Regions from separate parts of the Rattus norvegicus genome. Here region 2 is linked to region 1. A link is a contact called in public Hi-C data. All regions are on one chromosome and are shown on one strand. Each heading gives the region's core, a stretch centred on a gene start, on an enhancer-like site or on the middle of the called end of the contact. The rest is flanking DNA. Distances are from core to core; before and after follow the strand shown. Region 1 holds the start of Txnrd1 (thioredoxin reductase 1). Region 2 holds the start of Tdg (thymine-DNA glycosylase).

Region 1 (4,631 bases), core at 1,415-3,914:
AATGGTTCAAGAGTCTCAAGCCAGTCCGTAGTCTTACTGTCCTGTCCATTCCGTTTTTTTTTTTTTTTCGGTTTTGTTTTGTTTTGTTTTTGTTTTTAGTGTTCATTAACGCCAGGAGAAAGGAGGAGACAGTACAGCTGGTTCACTTAAGCTCGATATATGGAGCGAACGGGAAGCACATGTTACAACCTCACTCATGGCTCTGTACCTCACCAAATGCCCAAACTGAAACTGAAATGGTCAGAGAAACGCGACAATACAGTCCAACCCAAAGCTTATAAAGGCATTTTTACTCCCACTGATGTTAAAAATCACGATTGAGATAGGCCTATGTAGAAACAAATGATTACAACTTCTCCATATACATTCACAACCCCAGCGGGAGCCCCGCCCCCAGGCGACCATTGCTAGGTGTGCTGTTTAACTTGCAATCTGAAGGTCTACGTGGGCAAGTCCTTTAACTAAAGGGAAAGCCTTTAGCTCCCATAATTAGTTTCCATCCATTTGCTATTTCCATTCCCTACATTCAGGCTTCAAAAATGTTTCTTTTAGAAGACTAAATAAAAATACAAAGTAATTGTTGATATCCTTCTTAATGGCTCATACATCTCAATGTTTTTATGCCTAGCAGGCCTCAGGTTTACTGAGAAAGCCAATGTTCCGGTCTATTTTACTTTTGAAAATCACAGAGGGGCTAGCGAGATGGCTCTGAGGAAAGGCACTTGCTGCCAAGTGTGGAGACTGAGGTTTGATCCCCACGATCCACACAGGGGAAATTAAGAACAGACTTCACAATGTTCTCCAACTTCAATACAAACGTCTGGTGTCTCATCCTGCATTTTTGCAATTCTGCAGGCTGTTACCCCCCGCCCCATCCAAGTGGAGAGACCAAAAAATACGTCCAGCACACTTGACATGGAAGGGTAGATCTTTACATCCACTCAGCTCTGAGCTAGAGAAAGAAATGCTTGACGGGAAACAAATTCAACCCAGGGGATTCCTGGTTGTTTCCCGGAGCCTGTTTCTCGGTACCTCATGCCCCAGAGAATTAAGAGGAAGGTGATGGGGCGGGCCTAATGAGGAAGGGGTAAACATTTCCTAATGCCCTTTTTCTCAAGACTTCCCCATGCTACTCACCCTGCGGATGAAAACTGTAAGAGGAGAAACCCAAGCAAAGGGTACTTTGAACAGTTGGTCGTTTTAAAAAGAAGAAATGGCTTGGCTCCTCCCGGTTCAGGGATCAGAGCACGTGGGTCGCCAGCCTGCAGTGGCCGGACGCCGGGGCGCCGGGGATCGGGAATCCGGGATCGTGCGCGGTTCCTACCTTCAGGGCTGGACCATGGCCGCCCTCCGCTCTCCCTCGCCTTCTGCCGGCTCGCCGCCTCCCGCGGCCTCTCCGTTTGCCCGCGCCGCTGCAAGGCCCCGCCGCCCTCTGTGGCACAAAGCAGAGCGGCAGTGAGCCTTCCTCCGGGCGGGGCTTCCGGGACGCCACACGCCCTCCGGTCACTCCCGCCAGTGGACTCCGACCCGCAAGCAGCCGAGCCAGCAAGAAGACTCCAGGACCTCCTGAACTCAGAAAAGCTCTTCAGGGCGACTAAAGGGTCCCAGTCTCGCTAACACAGAGTGGTCTGGCTTTTGATCGCATTGCCGAGAGAATTCAACACCCAGGGCTTCCTGGAATCTGAAACCGCGGGCAAAACGAAGGCCCACTAAGACAGTATCCATCCACACTCTGGATGACATCAGGGGAGGATGGTCCTATTTCACAAAGGAGTGAACTCGGAAAAGTATGAGGCTATTAAAGATGGAGCTCACAGATTCAGATATATATATATCTGACACCAGCACGTAAATGCAGTTATTCAGTGCTAGTACCAATAAAGATATAAATATTTATATGTATATATGTACATATAAACATTTAGTCTTCACAACTGTACTTTTAGATGTGTTACCACGTCCATTTCACAGGTTGGGAAACCGAGTTACAAATTGTCAACCAACTTGGACAAGTTCGAGCTGCCTGTCAACATCGGAGGCGGGACTCAAATCCAGGCAGGATTGATTGTCTCTGTTCTTAACCACCAGCCTGCACCGCCTCCTACAGTTAGGGAACTACCTGGGTCAAGAAGGGCAAGCCACTTTGAAAACATGCGAATGGCAATTCCAAGGAGTTTCATGGGGCTTATGGTATGAAAACATTTGTAAAGGCATGAAACTTCTTAATGCAATCACAGACCTATATACATATTCCTCAACGTGTCGCATAGAACTCAAGATCATTGCTCTACAAGGGATACCCATTTTTCTCTGGTAGCTTGCCAGGCACCAGCAGACAAGGGCCGGACTCAAGTCCCCATATACTGAAGCTTGTGACTCGGTTGTCCTCTGCACCTTTTCTAAGAGCTTACCCTAGCTTGTTCCCAGTCCTCTCAGTCACACAGTAAATGGTCCCCTCCCGGATATTTCCAAATCACCACCCCGGAGCGATGCTCCCAGGTCAGCCAGCGACTGTCCCGGGCATCCCTGGTTCCCAGGAGCTGGCGTAGAGCTTACATGAGCAAGGAGGATGAAAACACCGGCTCTTCTCGCCCCGCCGCGTCGGCGTCCCGCACCTCCCGCGTGGATGCGAGGCCTGACGGAAGCACACTGAGGATAAAGAGAGGCTGGTTCCTAGTGGCTCCGGGAAGCCACGCCCTGCTCTTAGTAGGCGGGCGAACTGCCCGTGTCAGAATGACAAAGCAAAAATCCAGTCCTCGCGCAGCCCCGGCAACCTGTGCCTGTCCTCCCCGCAAAGTGAGAGCTCCTAATTGGACCGTGAAACATCCTCGCTGCCCGGAACCGCCCCCCGACCCAAAGGCCGCCGCTGCTATTCAAAGAATGTTGGGAACCAGAACCCAGTAAGAGTGTGTGGAGTGAGTAAACTGGCCTCAGCCCTAAGGCGCTGCTATCTACAAAGCTTGCGTTAGTCACAAGAGGAACTTTAAACGTATTGACGCCCGGCATCTGTACAGACGTTCTGATGTCCCTGGTACTGGCTGTGACCCTGCCCAGTAGTTTTTTTTTTTTTTAAGAAAATGCAAAAGTTAATCTAATTGACTGCATAGTGACCCCACTACCCTGAGGATTAGTCAAGTCTGGTGATTCTCTTAAGGAAGTTCCCTGGCTTTTTAAAACTATGCCTACTTCATCCTGAGTAACCCTGAAAAGAAATGAGTAATTCTCCTTACAATACTTCCTCTTCGTCCCAGTCGGGCATGGGGTTGTCTTGTTTACCTTAAAGAAAGCTGTATATTTAGCACTTGGCACAGCACCACCAGCACCTACCAGAGGCAGCCTTGTCCTCTCATGCCTCCCTGCCCCTAGGTTACTAAGACTGCTTGGCACCCGAGTGAATGGATGGATGAATGAATGAATGGATGAATGGTCGGTCTGACCCACTACTTTGGTTAATGGCTGGGTGAAAAACAAAATAGGTGAGAAGGTTGCTGGCTCCTAACAGCCTGAAGCCACACCTGCTGAGAACTGGGTGGCCCTCCCCACATTCCTTCTAGGCTTTTCTGAGGTGAGAGTAAAAGGCTTGCATAAATGTACAGACAACTGCACAGGCTGACCGGACGCCTCTCCCACACTGCCCACAGCTCACTTCTTGTGTGTGTACAAGCAGTGCTTGAACCAGGGCAGCCCCTGACTCTCAAGTGTCGGGACTGGCTCCAAAATAAGTGTTCAGGCCAAGAGACAGAGAATTTGATTGCCCCTGGCTCCCCAGCCAAGGTCTGCATTAAGCACTGTTTGCCTTATCTCAGGTGTAGGGACAGTCCGTAAAAAGAAGGTCCTGGGTACCTCATTATTAAAAATATAGACAGTGCAACTTATTTCTAGAATATGATGGGATATATCACGGTTATAATAACATACTAATGCCAGGATTATAGGATTCCAATAGCTTGACCCTGAAAATATCTTACTGGGACTGGTCAGAGGGATCATGGTTGAGCATATTAGAAACGACCACGTAAGCCGCTTCAACCCCCCACTGCTCCTAAGATAAGTAGACTGTAGCACGCGCTGGCGGCTGAAACAGCTTCCCCCTTGTGAGGAGATCCAGAGAGCCGTATTCTGGTCCAGTTAGTTACTGGTTACGGGAAGAGGCTCCTCCTCCCCTTTCCCCATAGCTCAAGGTCTGCTCACGCTCTAATCAAACACCTTAGATCGATTTGACTGAGCATGTTATCTTCCTTCCCTGAAAACCAACGTAGTAGTCCGTCAATGCTCATTTGAAAAGTCACCTTCTCTGGGTGGGGCTCCCAGCCATGACTGTCCCTTCCCTCTTTGTGGCCCCAAGTACCTACTAATAACTGCACATCATCTAAATCTATCAAAACTTTCGAAAAGCAAACCCTTGTTTGATTTCTTGTCCCCCTAGAATGTGGTATCGTAGCTCAGACAACGTCGAAAAATCCTTCTGTTTCTCAACTATCGTCTCGGCTAAGACCGGAGTCCTGCTGCCTCAATACCAATGTAAACACCCATCTGCAGAGGGTGCCAGCTACAGTAATCACTATGGAACCTCCTTCTCTCTAGGGCCCTGAGATCAAGTCCAGCTTTCTCAATGGTCCAGACAAGGCAAG
Region 2 (4,631 bases), core at 1,552-4,051, 230 kb after region 1:
TACTGAATACCCACAAAACAGTGACCAGGGCTTAATGAGCGTCTACAGGAGGTTGGTCTGGTATTGCTATGTATTTGTACTGGCTGGTTTTGTGTCAACTTGACACAAACTGGAGTTATCACAGAGAAAGGAGCCTCCCTTGAGGAAATGCCTCCATGAGACCCAGCTGTAAGGTATTTTCTCAATTAGTGATAAAGGGTAGGAGGGCCCCGCCCATGGTGGGCGGTGCCATCCCTGGGCTGGTAGTCCTGGGTTCTATAAGAATGCAAGTCAGGGGAGGTGAGCCAGTAAGCAGCACCCCTCCATGGCCTCTGCATCAGCTCCTACCTCCAAGTTCCTGCCCTGTGTGAGTTCCAGTCCTGACTTCCTTTGGTCATGAACAGCAATGTGGAAGTGTAAGCTGAATAAACCCTTTCCTCCTCAGCTTGCTTCTTGGCCATGTTTTATGCAGGCAGGAATAGGAACCGTAAGACAGTATTCAAATGCCAAATACTGGTGCCCAATATCTGGATGCCCTCCTGAAGGAGTTTCTCAGGGATAAGAAGATCGTCACATATACCAGCTTTGTTATGTAAACCTTGCCCCCTACCCCTACCCTGCTAACCCTGATTGGTTAATAAAGATGCCTACAGCCTGGTCTCAGAAGAGGGGACTGAGCGAAGGTTCCTGGGCTTGGGTCTCAGGAGGGACCAGCAGAGAGAGAAGAAGGAAGTCCCGATGGAGTGACAGGGGCACATGGCCATGAGGGCTGGTCTGATGCAGCAGGAACAGCTTGAACAAAACATGGCAAGTCATATCTCGGTTATTGTCAGGGAACCAGACAAAATAGCATAGAGGCTTGATATCTGACCAGTTCTAGTGGTTTTAAGCTTATTATAACATCTGAAGGTATGGTGTCTTATATTTGGGAATTAAATGATCTATGGTGGGTTAGGAAACCCCCAAATAGTATTTACTACAACACACAGAGCTCCAGGAAGCTAGTAATGTGGACCGTGAAGGAACACCACAAACACATCTGCTGCAAGGGGTGCCACACGGAGAATGCACACTTACCAGTGCGTTAGCTCCTGCACGCAGAGTGCACAAAGACTTTAGGACTAATCTGAATATCCAGTTCATGCCAGGCCTGGTGGGAAAGGCCCGTTAATCTCAGTCATCTGGGAGACTGAGGCATGAATTTAAGGTCCACTTGAGCTACAGAGTGAATCCAAGGGTAGCCAAGGCAACCCCTTTCAAAATACAGAGTAAGAAGATGGCTGGGGATGTGACTCAGTGGTAAGGTGCTTGCTTAGCACACTGGAGGCCTGGGGCTCAATCCACCAACCACACCCTCCCAAATAATAATTATCTAGATTCATTTTAACAGTATGACATCAAGACCCCCTCCCCCCACACACACAAAATTAAGCTTATTTGGTCTTGGGGGAGAGAGTCAAAGAGAAACCACACACACACACACACACACACACACGCACGCACGCACGCACGCACGCACGCACGCACGCACGCACGCACGCACGCACGCACGCACGCACGCACGCACGCACGCACACCAAGTACTCCAGGTACAGCATCAACATGAACTCCAACAGTTTCTTTCTGGAAACAAACTTATATGAACACTGCTCATATGCCTTACTCAGTCTTGGTCGTCCCCCCCCACCCCCGCCCCTGCACCTACATGTGAGACCGTGCCTCTTTTTGTTCATGCTTCATTAATCCACTCAGCATTTATTTATGTAGACTCCGATTCAATCTATCAGTTCTACAAACCCTTCTGAAAGCTGGGCCGGGGCATTCGCCACTCTCACTGGCTCCCTGCAGTTGGTAAACTGTTGAACAGAGCTGGAGGTAGATTACCTGTCCTGTGAGTAGAGACCCTTGTGCAGTGTGCCCTTGAATCTGTAAGTGGTAAACCTGGCTTTCACTTCACCCCCATGGACGGCCATTAACCCCCGTCAATCTACGAAAAGATGTATAATAATACAGCCGTCGAATAGGGGAGGGAGGGAAGGGGGATGTGAAGACAGAATCACTTGCCTAAATTCAATGTCCATTCGCCACTCAACAGGCGAGCTAATTCTTCGCCAGGCCTATTACCTAAATCAGTATTCCGTTTACCTGCGAAGACCTTGCCGTCTTGTTTTTCTTATTTAGTTTTCTGTGACGAGTCTACATCTCCAAACCTATACTTTGGCAGGTCTGCTCTGATATCCCCCCCGCACCCTAAGGGACAGTTTTAAAGACCGACTCCAAATTAAAGACGAAGGTACAATCTCTAAATTGCCTTCTTGGCGTGTTATACACACTCGACAGCAATAGCATCTACCCTGCGAGGATGCAGAGGACGCCGCTGCAAGCACATTCACAGGGCACCCGCTCGGCCTCTAGAGCCCACCGTGATGGAGAATGAAGAACTGCGGGCGGAGGCTGCGGCCGCGCACACACCACCTTTTAAAGCTCGCGGGTACCCGAGGCTGAGGACCTGCGCGGATCGCGGGGGGAAAGGGGAGCGGTGAGGTCTCCACCGCGCACGCGCAGGCCGGCCTTTGTGCCGGCCGCGGCCCTGGCCGACCCCAGCCGCGAGAGCCCGCGTTACCTGCGCGCGGCCTCCGCGTCCATGGCGGCGCCGCTGAGAGTGCGGCTACTCCTGCCCAGCCCGCGGGCGCCCGCTCTGCCGATCGGCCTGCGGACTCACCACAGGATCCGGGCGGCCGGTGGACGGATGGCGCTGGCCTCGGCCCCTCCCACGCTGCTACATCACCGCGGCGAGTCCACAGTGCACTTCCGTCCCCCTCCCTCCGGAGGCCGGTGGCCTCGCTGTCACATGACACTGGCCAAGCCAATGGCGTCTCCTTTTTGGGGCACCCCGACCGCCGCTTAGCCTTTCGGGAAACGTGGGTTTCGAAGAGGATGGGGAGCGCACGGCTGACGTCAGCTTTTGTGGGCTCTAAATTTCCTTGTGGGTCTGGGTTAAGGGTGACCGCCTTTGGGATGTGTAGGTGGACGGTTATGCTTGGTAGCAAATTCATGTCTTTTCACCCTACGTTTTGGGTGGATTAAAAGCTACTGGTCTTGGGGCTCTCAGAGCCTGGGCTACCAATCAGGGAGCCTGCACGAGCTGGACCTGGACTCTACACATTTGTAACAAATGTGCAGCTTGGTGTTCGTGTGAGTCTAACAAGAGAAACAGGGCTGTCTAGGTCTCTCTGTTCCTTACCAGTGGATCCAGCGCGGACTGGAGGAGGGGGATTAAGTAGGTCGGAAACGATGTGCCTAGACCTGCTGAAACTTAAGCCAAGGGTAGTACCCAAGGGGGCAGGATTTGTGAGGATGGGACTTGGAGGGGGGAGGGAAGGGCGGGCCATGATTGAGAAGTAAGATTAATTAAGATTAAAGTAAACAAAACTTGTCTTGGTTGGGCATCCCAGCATTTGGGAGACAGAGGCAGGCAGAACTAAGTGAGGTTGGCTTGTTTGTAGAGCGAGTTCCAGGACAACCAAGACTACACAGAGAAACTGTGGCGAAAAACTCAAGTGATAATAAAAACTGTGCCTTAAACAAAGCAACAAAAAATTGCCTTGGGGTTGGGGATTTAGCTCAGTGGTAGAGCACTTGCCTAGCAAGCGCAAGGCCCTGGGTTCGGTCCCCAGCTCCGGGAAAAAAAAAAAAAAAAAAAAAAAAGAAGAAGAAAATTGCCTTTCTCGTCGGTTCCTGTGATGCTTAATTGGAAAACCTAAGATTGGAGGCCATTACCGCTTGGGCCTCAGTTCACTAATCTATAAAAGGAGGCTCTTTGTAGACTATGAAGATTTACATAAACTGTTCTCTGCTTTGGAGATGGACAAACACCAACCTTTAAAGTCCATGATGCTAGATGCGAGATGGGTCTCTGCTTCAGAGTCTTACACACCCATCTCACTTCGACTTCCCAGAGGCTCTTTTGGTTGTTGAGATAATTATACTGTGTACCCCTGACTGGCTTAGAACTTTGCACCTGGAATCCAGGCTGGCCTCAACCTCAGGCCAGTCTCCTGCTTCATTCCCAAGTACTGACTGGGGTTACAAAGCAAGTGCCACCATCCTTGGCTTTCAGAGGTTCTAAGAGCTTTTGTTTTATTTCTTCATAATGTCTGTCCTGGGTGTTCGGCCAGAAGAGTTGTCTGAGAGTGTCTGGCCATCTTCATGAATTCCAGCATCATGGCACCTAGGCTTTGAGATAGCCTTTTGTAAAGGGTCAGTGGTTGTTATCTGAGATTTGATGGGTTGTTCCTTTGAAGGGTTCTCAGGCTGTGCATTACGTGGTCTTGAGACGTACCTGGCAAACCAGGAAGTTTCCTGTGTCTGTGAATCTTAGGTAATGGTTCCTTCACAGCCCCTAGATCCTATAAGAAGTTTTGGTGTGTAGAAGTTGACTTGCTAAAAGTGCCTTTTGCATAACAATAAAAAGCACTTTTAGGGGTTTGGAGAGATGGCTCAGCAGTGTTTGGGAGTCCTGTGGGAAAGTGAGGGATAGAAATGAGCAAGCCAGGGATTAGGGATTTAGCTCAGTGGTAGAGCGCTTGCCTAGCAAGCGCAAGGCCCTGGGTTCGGTCCCCAGCTCCGAAAAAAAGAAAAAAAAAAAAAAA

What was found. A called contact is a pair of places that touch in the nucleus more often than the background predicts.
Region 2: a Hi-C map of hepatocytes shows a contact between it and region 1, with 3 times the contacts expected there. The contact joins the promoter of Tdg here to the promoter of Txnrd1 in region 1. A contact is called at or near these places in 2 of 12 Hi-C or Micro-C datasets (hepatocytes and mammary epithelial cells).

Annotation. Positions count from the first base shown.
Region 1 is chr7:22,753,240-22,757,870 of GRCr8, forward strand. Txnrd1 (thioredoxin reductase 1) reads right to left here and starts at 2,665. Exons shown (of 15, transcript NM_031614.3): 1 at 2,557-2,665; 2 at 1,325-1,432. It overlaps LOC108351425 (a long non-coding RNA gene), which reads left to right and starts at 2,778. Exons shown (of 4, transcript XR_005486809.2): 1 at 2,778-2,915; 2 at 4,427-4,631.
Region 2 is chr7:22,982,299-22,986,929 of GRCr8, forward strand. It overlaps Tdg (thymine-DNA glycosylase), which reads right to left and starts at 2,802. Exons shown (of 10, transcript NM_001388503.1): 1 at 2,603-2,802. The coding sequence starts at 2,625.